Linked DNA regions of Zea mays: all the other regions are linked to region 1. A link is a contact called in public Hi-C data. All regions are on one chromosome and are shown on one strand. Each heading gives the region's core, a stretch centred on a gene start, on an enhancer-like site or on the middle of the called end of the contact. The rest is flanking DNA. Distances are from core to core; before and after follow the strand shown.

Region 1 (3,218 bases), core at 453-2,952:
TTTAAAAGCCTTGTGCTAATTGCTGAACTATGATAGTAAGGTTGTACTGCTGCTTTGTTCAGGATCATTAAAGCATACATGTTATTTTGGTAGGAGAGGTTTGTATGTATCTGTTGGAAAATGAACTAGAACTCTAGTAGTATAGTTATCACTTATCACTTATTTTTTTTTACCTATAGTTCATCCTAAATAGTCAGCATTGCGTCAATTTGGATTGTCTGGGTGTGCTTACAATTGTTATTTTAAGCATGTGTTCAATGGATATGTGATATGATTGTTTGGCAAGTGCCTTTACTATCACAACTTCAGAAGAACATGTTTAATGGAAATAGAATTTTATTTCCACTGTCTTTGAACCGGAAGCTAACCATTTGTCAGAATTAACCCGTTAGTTATAATGCTTGCGATAGCTTGTTTCTTTTGGACAGCTGTAGTATTAGAGATATATTATCTGAAACATTTTTCACACGGATACAATATTGTGTTTTTTCAGGTTTGAGTGTCTTTTTTTGACAAGGGTTTTGAGCATGGCCGGCCCTGAGAATTTGGAGGCCCTGGACGGGACAAAAATAGGGGCCCATTGACAATAAACATAACAAGATTATACACAATTGCAACTATAATACTGACAAAATTATAACACGGAGGTCATTTAAAAGTTTCTTCTAACATTCCTAGATGCAAAGTCAGTGATGATAGAGTCAGTATCAATACCATCCAACAGGTGCTTCTCAATGCAAAAGGTTGCCAAAGACCAAACCATTTAATATTTCTTAGTACATTAGTGACCTCAAATAGTTATTCAATAGCTTCAACTTAGAAAAGTTTTTTTTAGCTTATGCGGCAGTCAAGGCGTAGTCAATAGGATTCAAAGAAGCAATAAAAACATTAGGATGATGTCCTTAAAGTCAAATCGAATTTGATACAATCAGAAACACAAGAACATTCTATTAGGATTTAGGGACTAGTTTGGAGTTCCATTCTTTACAACTGAAGCGCGACGATAGGCCTAGGGTGGGCGGCGATCGGTTTGCTTATCCGAGTGTTTGCGGGGCAGAGGGAGCAATTGATGTGTGGAGGGCGAGGGCCAACAATTCGTGACTCGGGAGCGGTCACTGGCCGTCTGCCGCATGTGCGTGCGAACTACTCGCCTGGAGGCATAGAAACGTTGAGCGGTCAAGGAGAAGGCACTAGAGCATGAGTGATTGATTGCATACCTGATTAATAGATTTTTGGGCCAAACTATAGACTAATATATATGACATATAGTAGGTTGTATGTAGATGCCCTCTGATTTTTGGAGGCCTGGTGCAGCAGCACCACTCGCACCTACTCAGGGTCGGGCCTGGTTTTGAGCGTCCTAGCTGACTAATGTATGATGATACCACCCTGCACGTGTCCTAAACATGACGTAGGGACAACCTTGTATGTGAACAGTGCAGTATATAATACAAAACAATGTTTTGAGACATAACTGCTGAACACGGTTTTAGGTGTGAAACTGTGAATGGCATTGCTGCTTCTGTTCAGTGGCATGCCGCCATGGCTTCCGAATCCCGACGCGTGAGAAACGCTAGAGGCCCATTTTGGTTCCCATGCCACTACCGGGCTTTGACAGTGCACCAGCCCGTGCAGTCGAGCAAGGTATTGCGGCCCGCCATACAGTCAGGTCAGGAGAGAAGATGCCTTCGAAGCTACTCCATGAGTACAACCGCACAAACAAACGATTCCACAAGCTGCTTCTCCACTGCTGCTGCTCTCGCCTTTATTGCTACTTCGTTCTTCCTCGTTTGCTTCGTCCCCGCGGCGACAACATCCACCACCAAGTCGTCCACTCCGCGTGAACGCATCCACGCTCCAATCTCATCTGTTCGCGGCCGCCTACGCTTCCTCCGCCTCCAGCGCCATGATGAAGGACAAGATGAAGGGTTTCATGAAGAAGATCACCTCCTCCGGCTCTGGGACCCCGTCCTCATTCAAGGGCACCTCCCACGTCCTCGGCTCCGGCCCCTCCCCCTCCTCCTCCTCCTCCCACCCCGCTTCCCGCCCCTCAGACCCTAGCGCAAACCCCAAGCCTGCCCCTAAGCGGCCCTCGCCACCTCCCCCGCCCACTTCAACCACCGATTTCACCCCGTACACGCCCCTCGTCTCCTCCTCCTCCTCCTCCTCCCGCCGCTCCGTCGCGAATGGCACCGCGGCCGCCGCCACTATCGCGTGCCCCAGCTGCGAAGACGCGTTCCCTTCCGAGCTTGCCGTCACCGAGCACCTCGACGGCTGCCTCGCGTCCGCGGGGGGCGCCCGCGCGCGCGCCGCCGCGTACCTCGCTGCCGACCCACCCCCGCCGCCCGCTGCCGTTGAAGTGGTCAAACGCCTGCTGGGCAACCTGCTCCGGGAGCCCAGCAACGACAAGTTCAGGCGGGTGAGGCTGGGCAACCCGCGGATCAAGGAGGCCGTGGCGGACAGAGAAGGCGGCGCGGAGCTCCTGGAGGCCGTCGGGTTCAGGGTCGGGGATGAGGGCGGGGAGCCCTTCGCCGTGATGGACGAAGTGCCCAGCGACGCCAGGCTCAACGGTATCAGGAGGGCCCTCCTCCTGCTCGAGGGGGCACACTCCTCTGCGGCTCCAGGGAAGGTGGAGGCTGAGGCCAAGGAGAGTTGCAGCAATGTGCCTGATGTGCTGCAGGACGGTGCTATGACAATTGATCGGCAGGTAAGAAGAGGGTTCCGTTGATAATAAGGCCTTTAATTGGTTGGCTAACACAAAGCTTTCATTACCATCAATCAGCACAGTATGGTTGGTTGATTTACTTATGTCATGCCATTTTTACATGAACTGCCAATTTTATGCTTGTTTCGTTGCGCTGTTAGCTAGCTTCATTAGGACTTAGGAAATAATAGTCAGTTATAACATATTTCACCTTTTGAACTATTATCTCAAAAAATTTGCTGTTAGCATAAACATAGAAGTGTAGAACAGTGCAAGATTGTAAAGGCATGTACCTGGAAGATCGTATGTCTTACCAAATGTGTAACCATTTCTTGAGGTATTAGTGGGACAATAACTATAAATTAAGGGATATCAGAAAAAGATCCCTGCTGTACAGCGCAGAGGGATCAATTCCCTTGTTGTGCTGGTGGCATGGTGGTTGTGGAAACAACGGAATGAATGTGCGTTCGAGGGGGCTACTCCTCGCAGCAGTCAGACTATTCAAAACATCAAA
Region 2 (3,156 bases), core at 389-2,888, 540 kb after region 1:
AGACGAAGATACGGTCAGGTTCGGCCACGTGCGTGAATGAACACGACGACCGGTCCCCAGTTCCGTTGTCAACTACGCAACCTCTTCTGTCTGTGTTTCGTGTGGCTGCTCGGCGGCCACCGCTGGCCGTTGTTGCCTGGTTGCATTGCATGTATAGCCGGTGCGCTGGTCAATTGCCGCTTGATTGATGCTTTTCTTTCTCCCCCCTCCTCCCCTCCTTTGTCCTTTGAAAACAGAGCAGGGCTGCGTATCTCGTCTATGTACTGTTAAGACGATGATAACCAGTGCACATGACGATGCATATGTGCATCTATAGAGTTAATCTTCAGTTTTAGAACCAGATTCAACGGTGCACGAGCACGATACTATATAGGGTTTTCTACAGAACAAACCAGGCATGGGAGAGGGTAGGTTTCGTAAAAAAAAAATACAACAACCGTACACTATTAGATCTGATTTTAAAGGCCGGGATTTTATGTATGTGGATATATATGCGCATCAAACCTCCATGTACGCTAGGTATATATCATCCCTGCACACTAGTATTAGCCCTATCCAGGTGCTTGCTTGCTACGAGGATTGTGTTCATGCACGAAGGATGGCTGGCTTCGGTTCTTGGATTGGATCACATGATTTGAGAACACATGGCAGCTGGTAAGCATATAGTAGAACAGAACGAATTAAGGAAAAAAAAACAGCACAGCAGGTAAGCAGGTAATAAACTCCCTCTCATAACTCATCGTAAACATATATTTATATATACATACACACCACCACCACCAAGAAGAAGAGCACAGCAGGATACAGAAACAGAGCATGCTATGCTACTGTACCAGGAACCACGCAGTACGTACACATGGCGATGCTACCTACTATATACCGTCGTCGTCTACCAAGCTCCGATCCCATGTCCGCGCGCGCAGGCGCAAAGCACGGGCAGGCTCACTCACTAACACCCCCCAAGAACACTGGTCACGCTCGCTACGTACGCGCCTAGCGATATCTACAACCGGCGGCGGGCGCGCGGGCAGCCGAGAGAACCGCGTGTCGACGGATGCTCGCTACTAGTCACTCGCTCACCGGGACCGGGATGATGGCGCTGCCGGCACGGCGGAGCGGCGACAGGGAGCGCGGGGCTCGCCAGGCCACGCCGCCGGCGCCGGTGTTGGGCCGGGTCTCCAGCAGGCGCAGCTTCAGGAGGCGCTCCCTGAAGGCCTCCTCGTCCTCCTTCTTGATCCGCCGCACCTGGCTGTGCACCAGCAGCACCTCCTCCTCCTGCCGCTCCTTATTATTGCCGGCCGCTCCTCGTCCGGCGCCTTGCTCTTTCCCCTGATCCATCGGAACAAACGGCGATCTCGCCATATATATCGACACACAAGCGAAGCGAAGCGAACGATGATCGAGGCTTCTCTGAATTGGTCACAAACTCACACGTACGTACGCTAGCTACTACGGACGGCTCCGACTACTACTCTTGTTGGTGACTCGATCGGCGTCCCGGCTGTCGGTATAGATATATATAGCGCCGGAGATGGATGAGCATGAGAGAGGGAGGAGGCAGAGGGGCTGCTGCGTGCGAGGCTTGGATTTGGCTTCTCCACTTTTTGGCGCGAAAGCGATGGGCGAGGAAGGAAGGGAACGCTGAGCGGTCGTCCAATCCAAAGCCTCGCGAAAGGGAACGCCACGCCGAACCGTCTCCAGGCCATTCAAGGCACGATTTAATTGATTTATTTCACCCATTCTCTTCAACCAACACCTCATCAAGCGGTTCTCCTCTGGTTTCAGGCTTGCAGCCGCACCTACTAATAATATCCGCATCACAGTCTGAAAGTATGCCACCGCGGTCGATGAGAGCAGGAGCAGCCTGAACCGCGCATTAAAAAAAACGCGTGCGGTCGTCGTCATCCACAAGCAGCACCAGACGCAAACGATTTCACCGCGTTTTCATGCGACCGACCGACCGTTACTACCTGACGACGACGGTGTAGATACGGGCAGGTAGGCGGCCGGCAGACGGTTGAGCCTATCTATCTATCTATCTATCTATCTATCTATCTATCTATCTATCTATCTATCTATCTATCTACGTTTCGTTTTCACCATAGGCCGGGTACTTCTGACGTCTCTCTTTTGCTTGGAGGATAGATAGAGATCTGCGTATCCTCCTCCAGTCCGCCATGGCCACATATATATGGTTATGGTTCGGTTCAACCGACGTCCTGCAGGCGTGGTTAGGATAAAATATGACTTTGCTTGAACGCCATCCGATTACGCCCGCCTAACGGATAAAACTTGCGACTGTGTTTCGTTTGATTGCGTTGGCGTTATACTAGTTTGTCGAACCAAACATGTTGGCAGGTGTGACTTTTGCTCCTGCCGGCTGCCGGTAAAAACGTTTCTTCACCCGGGGGGTAAAAAAGGCGCAAAAGAAGATCCGAAATCAAAAAAGAAGCAGATCTTGCTTCGATCTCACTGTTGCAAGCTGCTGCATTGACGCTAGCAAGTAGCAACGGGTGTTATGCTAGCGCTAATGACGTAGTACGGTACAGACGCGGCAGGCAACCACTCTCGTCACTCCGCTTTTAATTTGTGGCCCTGTACAGCTCCCTTTCAGAAATTTGGTGAACTAAGTCATTAGCTGCTCCACAAAATCATAAGACTAGAGCGTTAAATCTTTAGAAAACATTTAGATACGTCTTTTTATTTATTATTTAGATAAAAAACTATTTTAATTGGTATTATAAATTATAACTTCACACTTAAGCTACTCGGTTTTTTTTATGTTGACCTGTTGCTCTCAACTCATCAATCTGGCGGGCTCTATTGCTTCTCCACATGAGTAGCTGTCTAGATTAGCGATACTCGGTTTCCGTACTGAAATCCGACCCAGAAGACACAACTCCCTTTCAAACATAAGTCCACTGCTTTTACACTTTGCTTTAGATTTATTTTTTTTTCACATAGATCGGGAGTCCCTATGTATGGGCCGTATAAACTTTAATAGCACAGGTTGATGATGTATTAAAGAAAATTTGAGAAAAAGATCAACGTGAAAGCCTTTAGAGCAAAATGCCCTGTAATTTAAAAATAACTATATTTTATAGGATTTAGGGCACCAATAAATACTCTGCTCCAACAGTAAAACCCCAAATCTAT
Region 3 (3,112 bases), core at 476-2,975, 700 kb before region 1:
CAAGCAGACAAATATCGTGAAACGGCTCCATTGATCCATATAGCAGCTAGAACCATAGCGATAGATTGGGAGCATGGATGATTAGTTCCTAGTCGTTGGTGTCCACTTCGATCCAGGAGCTGGTGCCCTTAATCTCACCACGCCGCCACTGAGGGGAGGAAGGAACGAATAGTGCGATTTCTTGTCACAGTCTCCTATTTTGGATCCTGAGTAGAAGTGTGCTTTTGCAGATTGGGTCTTCTAGTTTGGTGAATTTATATGTACCCACTGCTGTTTATGGAAGGTGTCCAAATCAATCGGGTTGTGATGCTGGAGACAACGTGGAAGCTGTAGTTAGATAAGGATGCTGATAGGGTGTTCACCGTGCACATGGTTTGCATTTTGGCTGTGCGGATATAAGTTTGCCTATATTAGTTGGACCACATTGTACATGTATGGTTGATAGGTGCCATTGCACCTGTGAACCATCCCTATTTGAAAGACCGTCAATGTTTACGTCATGCTTGTGTTGCCTTATCTTGGTGCATACACACATACACATTTAGTTATCGATCCAATCAGAATCTTTTTCTAGCATGTCAAACTGTTAAAATAAGTGGCGTGAATCTGAGACAATTGCAGTAGAACATGAGCTGAGTAATCAGACGATTCTTCATTTTATCCTAGCTGATAAATAAAGAGATGTCATCTCCTTACAATCTCTACTGTAGATTGTAAGCAAGTAATATTGATTTACTCCTTATATCTGTAACCTTCATTGCTACCAGTTTCTTATCTAGAGAGCTGAAATAACCAGAGAAAGGGTGTTGATAGCATCTAAGGTTTGTGTTGTATGAACTTAGGTATACTGAAAAATTTAGATTTCAAAAGCTCTGTTTTATGGCAGCCACAGCATGCACCTATTTGATCCACTCCAACCACATTACCAAATAGATGAAAATGCAGCATTACATCCTAAAGCTGCCTAGAAACAAACTGGCAGGAAGTAGCTTATACTGATAAGATCTAACATCAACAAGTCAAGAATGGCTCCTGAGCATAGACCGACACTGCAATAACTAATCAATGCCCGTGCCCACGAGGTAATGAGGTATTATGTTGCCTTTTCTTTTATAATCGAACATACAACCTACAGCGATGTATGGTAGCCATAATAGATTGACTACAACGTATGCTCTATCTACCAACTATAAAGGGAGCAACTAATGAACTAATTACTAATGCCTGATAACTTCGCGTTGCCATCTGATTCCTGTATGAAAACATCATAAAGGAACCCAAACTGAAACCAGAAAGTACACAGGCGAACTCTGCAACAGCTCTCCGTTCAGCCTGTTACACACTCGCACCACCAGAACCAAACCAGCAACCTACAGACTGGATCCAAGGAAGCTTCGCTCGCGGCTTCCAACACTCTCATGTCTCATCGCCCCCGCAGGGGAACCAGCCAAATCCTAGACCCCAAACGAACCTAACAAGCAGCCCGCCAATACATCCAGCAACTAGAACCATAGCGACAGATCGGGAGCGCAAGGGCTGCCTACCTTGTCGGTAGGATCCACTTCGATATGGAAGCTGGATCCCTTGAGCGTCTTCACGGAGACCTTCATTTCGCCGCCGGCGCCTACGTCGAACCGGAGGGTTGGACCGTTGAGGCGGACAGCAGAGGTCAGGCGGCGTAGGAGAGGAAGGCGAGGAGATTTTTATTCCGGCCCCTACTGAGAGGGAGATTTTTTGCCGGCAGGGTCCTCAAGTTTAACGAATTTATATGTTTCTGTTGCTGTGTTTAGGAAGGTCCTGATTATTTGAGCTTCTAGTTAGCATCTCATTAGCTAAAAGCTAAAAAAACATATAGCTTTTTTTGTTTGTCGGGTACCGAGGAACCGCGTGCCTAAAGTAGGCCCAAGATTCTTAACGTCTCATCCACCAACCAAGCTTTCACTAAGCAACTCTACGTGGCGGAGCGGCCGACCAAGTCCTTACCGAGCAACCCTGCGAGACGGGGTGGTCGACCAATTCCTTGTCGAGCAACCCTGCGAGGCAGAGCGGCTGACCAACTCCCTATCGAGCAACCCTATGAGGCAGAGCAGCCGACGAAGTCCTCACCGAGCAACCCTGCAAGATGGAGTGGTCGACCAGCTCCTTGTCGAGCGACCCTGCGAGGCAGAGCAGCTGACCAACTCCCTGTCGAGTAACCCTACGAGGCAGAGCGAACAACCAAGTACTCACCGAGCAACCCTGCAAGACGGAGGCCACGATCTAGTACTACTGACCCACGTCAGCTGTGACAAGACGCGTCACCACCAAACCACGTTCGGACCACGAGCGTGGCATACCGAAGGGGTGTCGAGATGTAACAATCAATGATTTGATACGATGGTACGTCACCACATACAGTCTCTGGTGTATCCCGTTTTCCTTATGAGGCCAGTCAACCCCGGTCGTGGGGGATCCAAGCACCGGAGTCTCTACAGTAACCCGCATACCGGGAAGGACAGGACAATACACTATACCGGGTGTACGCCTACACACGCTGGAGGATCACACAAGACTCATGACAAAAAGCGAGACCACACTACGCACGGCCACCGATGGCAGGGGCCCTATCCCACCAGAGGTTGTGGAGGTCATGTCCTCCGTATAAGTAGACGGGGAGATGCTCCCCCTAGCCTAGCACGAGTCAGGCGTGCGGCCTTGATGGCAGCGTCCTCGGGGATAGGAGGAAGGGAGGCTTTGACGGTCCCAAGCAGGTTGCAGTGCAACCATCGATGAGTCCCTTGCAAAAGCAAATCTCTCGAGGAAAGTAGGAAGAAAGGGGAAACTGACCAAATCACTCAACTTTGTGTGGTTTAAAGACAAGGGACCCCCTCTCCCAAGAAATCCGACGTCACTCCCGTTGTAATAGATAGGACATGGGCCATGACCTCCGCCTTCTCAAGATTCACGATGGAGTGGCGATCGGAGTCGTTGTCGTCGATGAACCGCCACATCGGCCTCTACGAGCCGCGATCGGCTGGAGACGCCGCTACATGAAGGTGTGTATCAGCCTCACACCGAAGAGACCCGCCTCTACTGCTTGGCGATGGCATCCAGTATGTATTCGATTTCTGGC
Region 4 (3,064 bases), core at 164-2,663, 520 kb before region 1:
CAAACACGAATGCTAAAAGGTACTATAAATATAAAGTGTTAAACTTTAGCACCTATTATATTACCACATAAGGTGCTAAAGTTTAGCATACGTGGGATCCAAACGGGCCCTTAATAGCTTATATCATACTCCCTCTGCTCCAATGTATAATTTCTTAGGTTTTTTTCAAATTTGAGTGGTTCTTCTTATTCAAAAAAGAAAGAAAAAAAAGAAAAAAATCGAAGACATACTTAAAATATATTATAAGCTAAACGATATTACAGAAAAAACTAGTAATAATTAAGTTTTTTTAATAAAATGAGTCGGCCAAACTTTATGTAAAAAAGAAGGAAAAATTTCTAGTATGCCATCAGATTTTATACTCATTCTTTGTGTGCCACTGAGTGACATATAGGTATATTTTTGTGTGTATGATATGTGAGGCCAGTGGCACACAAGTAACGAGTATATTTTCCGATGACATATAAGGAATTGGCTCAAAAAGAATGAAGGGAGTATTATCTAAGATGTCCATCACTCATAACAATTTATGGCTTAGATATTTATGTAACAATTACGTTATGGGTACGTATTACCGTTATCGATAGGCGCACAAACACGTAGTGTGTTTCTATAATACAATCAGACATGCATATGCCATAAATTTGGATCATAAATAATACAAGAAGACAAGGGCATTGTGGGAAGTAAAAAAGACAGACGGAACAATCACTTTGCTTTTTAAACGTCATGGTGTGTAATATATATTCTCCATCCTGTAATATAATCCATCTTTAATTTTTTTAAGACAAAGTAAAATAATACTTAAATGACATGTATACCATTGATTGAACACAATTAATGAGATTCTTCAAAAATCATGGTTTTCTTTTTAATAACCTTTCTCAAATACGAACAATCTCAATATAAGTTTTGAATGGCGCAATGCATTCTGTTTTATGATGGATAGAGTATATAGATATAGATATAGATATTTATAGATAGAGGGAGATATAGATGGTGGGGGTAGGACAAAATATGCATAAACTGGGCAGGCTCTCGCTTTTGTTTTTCTCTGCCTATATTACCCTTCTTGTCTAGGGAAAAAAATAAAGGGAACCCAAACTGGCAAAAGTTCAATGTTTTACCAAAGTTTTAGCAATGAAATTAAATAGGGAGCCAAGTACGGAAAGGCATTTGACGAAATATGGTATATAATTATATGCTTTCAAATCTATCCCAAAAATAAATGAAGAAACGTCGATTATTTTTGTAGGGAGATTTTAGTGTTTATATACTAGTGTATATATATAGTACCAAATCTCGCTCCTCTGGAGTCTGGACCAGCCTGACAGTTGTGCCTATATATAGCCCACAGAACCGAGCGCAAATCTGCATTGCCCGCCGCCGCCGCCGCTAGCTGGACGGTATCACCGGCCCCCAAATCTTTCTGACTCTCTCCTCCTTCAATGGCGTTCGTGACGCTCATGGCGTTGGCGTCCCCTGTCCTGCTACTGCTCCTGAGGGCGGCATGGGTCGCCCTGTCCTGCTACATCCTGACGCCGCTGAGAATCCGCCGGATCATGGCCCGGCAGGGCGTGCACGGGCCCCCGCCGCGCCCGCTCATCGGCAACCTCCGCGACGTGTCGGCGCTCATGGCGCAGGCCACCGCCGACGACATGCCGGCCCTGAGCCACGACATCGTCGGCCGCCTCATGCCGCACTACGTGCTCTGGTCCAGGACGTACGGTGAGTCCGGGACGGCTAGGACGTACGGGAGGCGTCGCCGCGGCATTGCGCTGCGCCGTTGACCCCGGCCCTTGTACGACGGTGCATGGAATGTTCCCGTAACGCGTCCGTCCGTGCGTGCGCTGCAGGGAAGCTGTTCGTGTACTGGTACGGGAGCGAGCCGCGCCTGTGCCTGACGGACGCGGCGCAGATCAAGGAGTTCCTCTCGTCCAAGTACGCGGCGAACGCCACGGGCAAGTCGTGGCTGCAGCGCCAGGGCACCAGGCACTTCATCGGCCGGGGAGTCCTCATGGCCAACGGCGCGCACTGGTCGCACCAGCGCCACGTCGTCGCGCCGGCGTTCATGCCCGACAAGCTGAAGGTGCCGCCGCCGCCATTTACATTCTTTCTCTGTCCCGTTTCCTTTTCTTTCTTTTTATTTCGTTCGTTCATTCCTTCTTGCTTTCTTTTTTTTTCTCATGGACTGGACGTGTTGGTCGCTGACGTCACCGGGCGTATTGCAGGGACGCGTGGGTCACATGGTGGAGTGCACGAAGCAGACGATCCGGGCGCTTCAGGATGCAGCGTCGGCGCCGTCGTCTGGCGGCGGGCGGCGTCGCGAGGTGGAGATCTGCGGGTACATGACTCGGCTCACGGGCGACATCATCTCGCGCACCGAGTTCGACACGAGCTATGATACCGGAAAGCTCATCTTCCATCTCCTCGAGGACCTGCAGCGCCTCACCGCGAGCTCCAGCCGCCACCTCTGGATCCCCGGCAGCCAGTGAGTGATTCCTTCTTCCCTAGTCCCCCTCGATGCCGGCCGCCGGCCGCCGGCCCGACGGTCATCTTTGTCTCGTAACGCGCGCACCTACGCACCCACTGTCTTGCCTGGCCTTTGTCGCTACCCCTGTCCCTGTCCATGCCCTCATCTGCTCGATCATGCAGGCCTGCGACCCCGAAATAACCATAATAAGCTAGCTACTGTAATTAACTACCCTAATCATGCTTAAGCGATCGAATAATCAATAGTGTCCGTTTCCATTTGGACACTGGCATGGCACGCACACGCACTGAACCGAGCCCGAGGCATCGGCCTGTTTGATGCCTCGACTCGGAAACGATTCCATCGTCACCCACACACTCCCATTGCCGTACGCCTGTCACCAGTAAACAACTTTTTGGACGCGCACAGTACCTGGTGTTGGTGTTGACGTACGTGCGTGTGTCTGAGACTGTCTGGACGTCGCTGTGCAGGTACTTCCCGAGCAAGTACAGAAGAGAGATCAGGCGGCTGAACGGTGAGCTGGAGGCCGTGCTGACGGAGTCCATCGGGCGGCGCCGGGAGATCGCCGAC

What was found. A called contact is a pair of places that touch in the nucleus more often than the background predicts.
Region 2: a Hi-C map of tassel shows a contact between it and region 1, with 5 times the contacts expected there. The contact joins the promoter of LOC118472959 here to the promoter of LOC103632724 in region 1. A contact is called at or near these places in 3 of 25 Hi-C or Micro-C datasets (bundle sheath, ear and tassel).
Region 3: a Hi-C map of tassel shows a contact between it and region 1, with 6 times the contacts expected there. The contact joins the promoter of LOC100191313 here to the promoter of LOC103632724 in region 1. A contact is called at or near these places in 3 of 25 Hi-C or Micro-C datasets (bundle sheath, ear and tassel).
Region 4: a contact with region 1 is called in a Hi-C map of endosperm, with 3 times the contacts expected there. The contact joins the promoter of LOC100501848 here to the promoter of LOC103632724 in region 1. A contact is called at or near these places in 3 of 25 Hi-C or Micro-C datasets (bundle sheath, ear and endosperm).

Annotation. Positions count from the first base shown.
Region 1 is chr7:113,585,411-113,588,628 of Zm-B73-REFERENCE-NAM-5.0, reverse strand. It overlaps LOC103632724 (plant UBX domain-containing protein 2), which reads left to right and starts at 1,702. Exons shown (of 3, transcript XM_008654466.4): 1 at 1,702-2,707. The coding sequence starts at 1,907.
Region 2 is chr7:113,046,581-113,049,736 of Zm-B73-REFERENCE-NAM-5.0, reverse strand. It overlaps LOC118472959, which reads right to left and starts at 1,638. Exons shown (of 1, transcript XM_035961006.1): 1 at 708-1,638. The coding sequence starts at 1,362. The coding sequence ends at 1,069.
Region 3 is chr7:114,287,309-114,290,420 of Zm-B73-REFERENCE-NAM-5.0, reverse strand. It overlaps LOC100191313, which reads right to left and starts at 1,725. Exons shown (of 11, transcript NM_001358442.1): 1 at 1,545-1,725. The coding sequence starts at 1,610.
Region 4 is chr7:114,101,682-114,104,745 of Zm-B73-REFERENCE-NAM-5.0, reverse strand. LOC100501848 (putative cytochrome P450 superfamily protein) reads left to right here and starts at 1,413. Exons shown (of 5, transcript NM_001196496.1): 1 at 1,413-1,728; 2 at 1,857-2,089; 3 at 2,232-2,491; 4 at 2,965-3,064. The coding sequence starts at 1,449.